Linked DNA regions of Mus musculus: all the other regions are linked to region 1. Evidence: chromatin contacts called from public Hi-C data. All regions are on one chromosome and are shown on one strand. Each heading gives the region's core, a stretch centred on a gene start, on an enhancer-like site or on the middle of the called end of the contact. The rest is flanking DNA. Distances are from core to core; before and after follow the strand shown. Region 1 has its middle 20 kb from the start of Gm26331. Region 2 has its middle 80 kb from the start of Gm35542. Region 3 has its middle 21 kb from the start of Gm35542.

Region 1 (2,700 bases), core at 174-2,673:
AAAATTCGTCTTCTCGGAGTAAACAAGGCCAGTCTGCATGCAACTCCATCAAGACATACGCAGCGTTGTTTGGGATAATGGATTTGATGGGAGTGAAAACAGTGGGGATTAAATGGACCCAGAATGGATAAATATAACTAATTGTCATCCCTTTCTATCCACATAAACATCCCTAGCACTGCAGAAAGGGAAGAGGGGGGCACCCTGCAGATACTCCTCTTAACTGACTGATGGCGCTGGGGCGGACAGAGTTCTAAAGACTTTCCCTCTGCCCTCAGTGAATTCGGCTTTTATGACCCCCACCCCCACCCACCCCCAACTCTGCAGTGAACACAAGAGCTGTACAACCCTGTTCAGAATAACTTCAAACTTCGTTTTCAACAATGTGGCTGGAACTTTTGAAGCTTGCAGAAGAACTCAGCTACTTTACACACACACACACACACACACACACACACACACACACACACACACACACACACTCACACACAAGGCAAAGCCTGAAATCAAACTTTAGAATTTTAAAAAGTTTTCATCGAGGGATCTGATTACTGCATGTGTGCACAGAGAGGGATAATATTAATGATTGCAATGGACTCTTTCTCACTGCAAGATTCGCTGTTGATTTTGTTATTTTGTCGCCCCCCCCCACCTCCCCCCAGCTGAGGACAGAACCCAGGCCCCTGTGCTTGCTAGGAAAGCACTCTACCACTGAGCTGAATTCCCAACCCTCACTGCTGATTTTGTAAATCGAGAATTATTGCTGCAAGCTTAGACAGTGCCTAGACATATACCTCGCACTAAAATACATCTATTTAAAGAAAGAAACATTTACATAGCTTTAAAAAAAACCTGTCACTTGACGCGGTAACTCCATTTGCAATGATTCAATAAATATAGTGTTTAACATTTGAAATGTATTTAAATCTGTTTTCACTTCTTTTAAGCTAAAGTTCAAAGACATTTGCAACCGAATGTCATTTATTATCAAGGCATGCTATTCATACCCGAATAGTGTTAGTATAGAAAAATGAAACTTCGAGTCTGTGAGTCATAGCAGTGTCTAAGGCTTACTCAGTAAAGCCAGCATGGCAACCTCTATCTGTGATCTCCGGAAGCTGATTTTTTTTTTTGATAGAAACTTAGAGCTGTCTTTCAAACAGAATCATCTGAAATTTAAAATTAGCCAAGGATTACAGTTTGCAAGAAGGCGTGTCTCCACCCCCAGTGTGAACCAGTGTCGTCAAAGTGAAAGGGGGAAGAAGGAAGGAATGGAGAAGATGTGGTTGTTTTGACACAAGGGAGAAAAGCTTTAGTGCCGTTTCATTTTTAACTTCATTTCAAATTATCTCCCAACCACCCTGGTATTTCTGCATGGAGATAATCACATCTCATCAGCTTGCGCCAGACCCGGCAGCTACGCAGCCAAGAGCTAACGTGGCTTCTCAGATCCGACCACTGAACACAGCTACAGCTCCGCAGAAGAATGGTGGGAACTGGCATGGCTGGATGCCCACCAGCCCCTCCAATATTTTGATTTTGTTTTTCTTTCTCTGGGTAACGTTAATTGTCCACAAGGTGTGTGAGGATGCCTCCCCTGGGACAAACCCCCAGAAAGGGAAAACACGAGGTTAAGAATGCATCACAAATCTGCCCCAGGGATGATAAGGATTTAGACTTGTTGACTAGCTGTGCAAGAACGGCCAGCTCGTGGATTCATGCACAGAAAACTGAAGAAGGCTCTTCTTGAGAAAAGTTAAAAAAAAAAAAGAATAAAATAAAAAGAATGGGTGTTTGGGAGACGGGAAGGCGATCCTGGTTTTAGACATAGGCCATCAGTTACTCCTAGAAACATTTGGGAATTCCCTGTCATTGAGCTTGAATGGGGACGCTGGGATGGTTTGTTTTAACACTGATGCATGGAAAATGAAGCCCCGCCCCCCACACCCTCTTAATGTTAGAAAAACTCCTATGTAAATGATGGACTGCCTTATCTTGATACCATTTGTCTTAACTTCGCTTCCTCTCACTTCAGTCATTTAATTTGTACGGCTTCCAAATCAGAGTGACTGTCATCTATTAGTCTCCTTGGTGACAGAGGGCAGGGGGCTGTTGTATTGGAGTTAATAAAGCAGAAACACAAGCCTAATTATTGGGAAGATAAACCACGCTGGCAGGGTTTTGTCCTCTAGGGTTGGAAGTCTTGGTACCCAGATATTTTGGAGTTGAGTCCCTATGCACAGGGCACACAGTCGGCAGCAGGTGGGGACACATGTTTTTAGGTTCCTGATACTGGTACATTTCAACAATCGGCATCCCTAGAGGGTGGGGTGGCACTGCCAGGGAGCAAACCTACCATCATTAATCAAATGAGATCTGTGCCGGGGCACGGGGCGGGGGCTCAGAAATGCAAGGGGTGAAGCTGGAAGAAAGTGGTGTTTTGGTTACAAGTGTAAGCATGTATATGTAAGCAGAGCCTGTGCACACATATATCGAGTAGCTCAGTGTAGTATAGTGAGCTGTGAATGTGTGTATGTGTATGTGTGTGAGAAAGAGTGTCACAGAGAGAGTCTTGCCAGCACTTAGACTATGGAAAAATTTAAACATGCATATATATATACACATACATATATATACACATGTATGATATGTTAGCATAGATGCAGTGATCTAAATGTTAGCGACTGAAACCTCAATTTA
Region 2 (2,700 bases), core at 74-2,573, 270 kb after region 1:
ATGACCAGGGCTAGCAAGCAATAAAGCCATAGTGAATGGGCCTCACCAAGCTTAACTAGCCCAGGGTCACAGAGACTGACAGGAGACATCATTCAAACCTAGTGCTTTAGTGTGCTTCCTATGGTTGTAACTGCACACTAAACACTGAATAGCTTTAAAAGAAAAAAGGTTTTGGTAGCTCGTAGTTCTGAGCATCTAATGATATGGTACCATGATCTCATGAAGGCTCCATGCTGTAATATGTAATCATAATATGTCAGAGAGTATCACATGAAGAGAAAGAATAAGCTAGCCAGCTTGTGTTTCTCTTTCTCATACAACTGTCAATGCCATCGTGAGGCCCCACCTTCAAGATCTTATCTAATGTCAATCATGTTCCAATGCCCTTCTTCCAGAGACCATCATAGATAACAGTGGAGACTAAGTCTTAACAAGGGTTCAAATCATAACCTCCAGGAGTGTTCCTACTGCCTGGCCAGTCACTGACCCAACTGGATGATCTCCCAGAGGTCTAGAGCAGTGGTTTTAAACCTTCCTGATGCTGTGACCCCCTTAATACAGTTCCTCATGTTGTGGTGACCGCCCCCAACATTGAATTTTTTTTTTGTTGTTACTTCATGGCTGTAATTTTGCTACTGTTATGAATCATAATAATTTTAGAGATAGAGATTTGCCAAAGGGGTTGTGACCCATAGGCTGAGAATCATTGTTCTAAACCATCATAAAAGCTAAAACCTGGGTATCCTGCCTAGTAGGCACAGGGAAATTGATATCTGCCTTCTACCCTTCCATCGCTCTACCCCTTCTTCCTCCCTCCCTCCCTCTCTCCCTTCCTTCCTTTCTTCCTTCCTTCCTTCCTTTCTTCCTTCTTCCTTTCCTTCCTTCTCTTCCTTCCTTCTTCCTTTCCTTACATCTTCTTTTCCTTCCTTCTTCCCTTCATTTCTTCCTTCTTTCTTTGTTTTCTTTATGATTCTTTTCTTTCTTCCTTTCCTTTCTGTCTTTCTTTCTGTCTTTCTGTCTTTCTTTCTTTTCTCTCTTTCTTTTCTCTCTCTCTTTTCTTTCTTCCTTTCTCTCTCTCTTTCTCTCTTTCTTTCTTTCCTGTTTGCTTTCTTGCTTGCTTGCTTTTGTAATGACACTAGTAATGCACTAATATTCAGCCACTTTGATTTGATTCTGTAGTAATGACTCAATTCACACTATAAACTCTGTTACAGACTCTTGCAGATCAACAAACATGATTATTTATCACAGGCCAAGATGCAGTCATATGTCATGTGATCATGCAGAACTCTAAGTGGCTTTGGTCATGCCTGGGCTGACTCAGCCTGAAGGAAGGGCAAAGCAGATGTGGTTCATTAGGACTTCAGGGAGTGTTTAGACTGAGTGCAACTGACACCAGCCACTGTCTCCGGGTTTTCCCGGAGATGACATTTCGCATGCTGCTGCAGTAGCACTCCACTATCTAAAAATCCATCCAGACATTGTCAGGGGGGCTTTTAAGGAAAAGGACTTAGCCAAGCTTGATAGATGCAGACCGACAAGACAAGTATAAGCATCAAGACATGATTATGCCTCTACTTGCACTTTGAGAATAATATTACAGGAAAAGAATGAGCCCCTTTCTGACTTTAGGACACCAGTAGGTCTGGATTAGTGGAGGTCACCTAGATGCCAAATGTTGAATATGATGGCATCTTCATCTTTGATAGAACAGCAGAGATCTCTCTAGACTATTGATAATAGATTCCAAAATGAGAGCATATTTATAAAATACCAATAGTCCCCCCCGCCCCCCGCCAATGACTCATAGGAAGGGCAGAACCTATTAGGCAATTATGCCCCAAAAGTGCGTTTAATCTCCAAATAAGAAATATTTATCCTTGTGCTGTCTAGTCTCTGGGTTTCAGAACCTATTGGCTAGCAGAAAACCATAAGCCACACCTACATCCAGGGAATCTCAAGACTGGCATCCTCCAATAGTACAACTCCCGGGAACAAATGGCACCGCTAGGCAGGTGGGAAGTGGCAGGTGTTTCACAAACTCCTCCAAGAAATAAGGGTTCTTGTTCTAACTACCAGAGCAACACTGCAACAGTGTGTCGTTCTTGGAGTATCACAAGGCCCATTGTCTTGATAAGCATCTGCTACAAGGACAAACACATGCATTGTGTGTGAGAGAACATTACAACGCCCAAACATGCTTGGCAGTAAAGTTCTAAGACAAGTAGGTGTTCACTTAACTTCTGTCTATGCCTACAACTGTAGGGTAAAAGACATAAATCCTGGGGAAACGTAATCTACCAAAGCACAACAATCATCAATATCGGTCTTAGCTAGCTTGTGTTATGTTGAATTGGATCTGGGTCTCAGGTGAGTGAGACTCCACTACTCAAGTAGCTATGAGCATGGACTGATATTTGTACATGGCCTGGGCTTGGGAAGGGAGCAAAGATCAGAATGGAGAGGAAAACACTGACTCCAGCAATCGACAAAGTGACAAGATTAGAAACATGGAAGAGGAGTAAGTAGCAAGACAGGAGTGAACCCTCCATCAGCCATAGCTGCACATCTCAGAGAGCTCCTATGAGACCTGAGGGAGGCAGACAGTCTCACAGCCAAGCTTTGTCTTCCTGAGTGAGCTGCCTAGGAGCTCCAGTCATTACCTGGACTGACCATGAATGCTGAGAGAGAGAGAGAGAG
Region 3 (2,700 bases), core at 182-2,681, 330 kb after region 1:
CATGATTTCATAATAAAATGTTGAAACGCTTTGATCTGGAGTTGTAAGGAGCTGTGAAACAGAGCCTCGGAAACAGACAGATATTTGTGTAAGCATCCTTTATGTATTGCCAGTGTGGAATAATAACATATCAAAGCCCCAACTTACCTCATCTGCCTGGTACAGCCAAGGCATAAATAAAGAGGAACAATGGAATCACTATTGCTCTCTCTCGGAGAGCCAGCGACATCACTGTATCCTTTATAATTGCTGGCAAGAAGATTAATGTTTTGTTAAATATCAGAGCAAGGTCACAAGGGGGCTCGCAGGCCTGTCTAAACACCCAGTCTTTAAGCTCCTTCCTTCTCACTTGCTTTATTTTGGAAATGAACTTGTAGCATATCATCTAATGATGGTGATTTTGCCTTTGAAAGACAAGGGTTGCATAGTCACCTCGCTCAGAATACACATAACACAAATGTGCACATACATTCACACTCACACACACACACACACACACACACACTTGTGTATATAAAAAACCGCACATACACTCTATACACACACACACATACCACACATACACATGAACATATGCACACATACCACACACACCCCTATACACAAATACAGACACACACACAAACACACACTCATGCATACACACCACATGCACACAAGCACATGCACACACACTACACACATACCACACACATACACACAAATGCACATACACACACATACACATACACATACAAATACACACGCACATGCACGTGATTTCTCTAGACGATATTTTGGGAATAGCGTTGATTTGACTGCATCATATGGACAATGTTGTTATGAGGTGACCTTGCCCTTTGAACCAACATGGATAATTTATTGCCTGTCACTGTGGCCAAAAGCAAGAGGTATGTGCTTAAGAGATGGACTTTATTGGAGTCTGGGGGCTCCCTCCTGCCTCCCAAAGACTTCTGTCATCATTTCCTGTGTTTCTGTTATGTTTAGCCTATATGTCTGTGCATATAGATGTTTCCAACAGCAAACAGTTCATGACCCAGAAAGAGCAAAATATTTTGGCTTGCCCTGGCTTTCAGCACCTGTTTAAACCAAAAGCCTTTTGAATCTCTGTGCACAGGTCAGAAGGCTCAGCCAGCAACTGGAGAGGGGTGCAAAGCTATAGAGACTGTCTTGTGGGCTGTTTTCAAACCCAAGACCCCATGCTAATGTCAAGGACCTTTACTGCCTTGGATCCCAGATGTGGAAGAGAAGACAAACAGCAAATCCACGGAGCAGTAGGTCTTTCTTTTCGCATGTAGATCTGTACATGCATCTCCCAGCTTGCCTTGGTAACACGAGGAATTGACCTTGGTAGTCTAGGTTCATCTCCCATTGATAGCTCAATATTTTTCCAGGCAGTGTCATATCTGTGACAAAGCAGCAGCCTGGCTAGCACTGGGCATTAGCCTTTGTCACCGGAGCAGCTGAGGTAGGCTTGGCAAGTTCTTCAGGACCGAAAGAGTAACTCTGGGGACACGGATGTTCTTCCCATTTTCCCAGGGGAACAATACAGTGCTCAGAGGGTCCCCAAGAAGGTTCTTCCAGGATGTGGCAAAGTCATGGCAGTGGTGATGGAGACCTGCTCTCACATCAGGCGTCACCGAAAGTGAAGTGCTGGAGAATGCTAAGGGACACAGGGTGCCTTTCAAGGGACCCCTCTGCCTCTCCTCTCTATACAGCTTGTCTGGGAAAAGAGGTTTTAATTGCAGCTCTGATTTTAAGGTGATCTGCTTATGCGTTGTTTTTGTTTTGTTTTGTTTTGTTTTGTTTTGTTTTGTTTTGTTTTTCTCTCCGTGAAGCTTGAGGAGAAATTAAGAAGTAAAGAAGACAGCTTGACCGGGCAGCGGTGGTACATGCCTTTAATCCCAGCACTTGGGAGACAGAGGCAGGCAGATTTCTGAGTTTCTGAGGTCGAGGCCAGCCTGGTCTACAGAGTGAGTTCCAGGACAGCCAGGGCTACACAGAGAAACCCTGTCTCAGAAAACCAAAAAAAAAAAAAAAAAGGAGGAGGAGGAGGAGAAAAAGGAATAAGAAGGAGAAGAAGGAGAAGGAGAAGGAGGAGGAGGAGGAGGAGAAGAAAGAAGAAGAAGAAGAAGAAGAAGAAGAAGAAGAAGAAGAAGAAGAAGAAGAAGAAGAAGAAGAAAGAAGAAAGAAGAAGAAGAAGACAGCTTGTTGCCCTAAGAGGCAATTAGATGTGAAAGAATAGCTTCCTGACTTGGGAATCGTGCCACAGCTTCACTAATCTGGATGGCAGCCAGGGCTTAGCGCCACCATTACCATGTGCCCTCTTGCCTCAGTTAGGGTGATTTGAGAAGAGGGTGCTCCACCTAATATGGAAGTCTATGCTTCCTGTGCATGTGGGACCTCAATAGGATGCTGAGTCAGTAACAGGATGGACAGATAAGAGGCTGGCAGAGTAGGGAGTGGACAGATGGATAGATGCTCATAGAGATTAAATACAAAATAGACCACAAAAGTAGCCATCCAGCCACAGCATGACCTGTAGTGCAGAGCTGGCCCACGACCTGATTTTGTAAATTAGGTTTCATTGGAACGTAGCTAGGACCGTTCCTTTATGTTTTAGTCTGCTCCCACACATTGCATTATCATAACCCAGACCATGTGGCTTATTAGTTATATGTTTCTTTTTTTAAACTACTT

Evidence for each region. Hi-C and Micro-C count contacts between places; a contact is called where the count stands out from the background.
Region 2: a contact with region 1 is called in a Hi-C map of the N1E-115 cell line, with 9 times the contacts expected there. The contact joins two enhancer-like sites. A contact is called at or near these places in 6 of 484 Hi-C or Micro-C datasets (the N1E-115 cell line, nephron progenitors, stem cell-derived neural progenitor cells and 1 more) and 4 of 115 datasets of contacts at active chromatin or transcription factors (astrocytes, embryonic basal ganglia, microglia and 1 more).
Region 3: a Hi-C map of the N1E-115 cell line shows a contact between it and region 1, with 6 times the contacts expected there. The contact joins two enhancer-like sites. A contact is called at or near these places in 3 of 484 Hi-C or Micro-C datasets (the G1E-ER4 cell line and the N1E-115 cell line), 3 of 115 datasets of contacts at active chromatin or transcription factors (astrocytes, embryonic basal ganglia and forebrain) and 1 of 9 other capture datasets (embryonic stem cells).

What each region holds. Positions count from the first base shown.
Region 1 is chr8:89,568,369-89,571,068 of GRCm38.p6, reverse strand. No RefSeq gene overlaps it. Among named protein-coding and RNA genes, the nearest start is that of Gm26331, 20 kb to the left of the region's middle. Within about 2 kb of position 1,423, at least 18 of the 459 cell types and tissues checked have an H3K27ac peak or open chromatin away from gene starts, as enhancers often do. A contact at or near this core is called in the N1E-115 cell line, where this site is marked.
Region 2 is chr8:89,298,489-89,301,188 of GRCm38.p6, reverse strand. No RefSeq gene overlaps it. Among named protein-coding and RNA genes, the nearest start is that of Gm35542, 80 kb to the right of the region's middle. Within about 2 kb of position 1,323, at least 5 of the 459 cell types and tissues checked have an H3K27ac peak or open chromatin away from gene starts, as enhancers often do. A contact at or near this core is called in the N1E-115 cell line, where this site is marked.
Region 3 is chr8:89,239,397-89,242,096 of GRCm38.p6, reverse strand. No RefSeq gene overlaps it. Among named protein-coding and RNA genes, the nearest start is that of Gm35542, 21 kb to the right of the region's middle. Within about 2 kb of position 1,431, at least 11 of the 459 cell types and tissues checked have an H3K27ac peak or open chromatin away from gene starts, as enhancers often do. A contact at or near this core is called in the N1E-115 cell line, where this site is marked.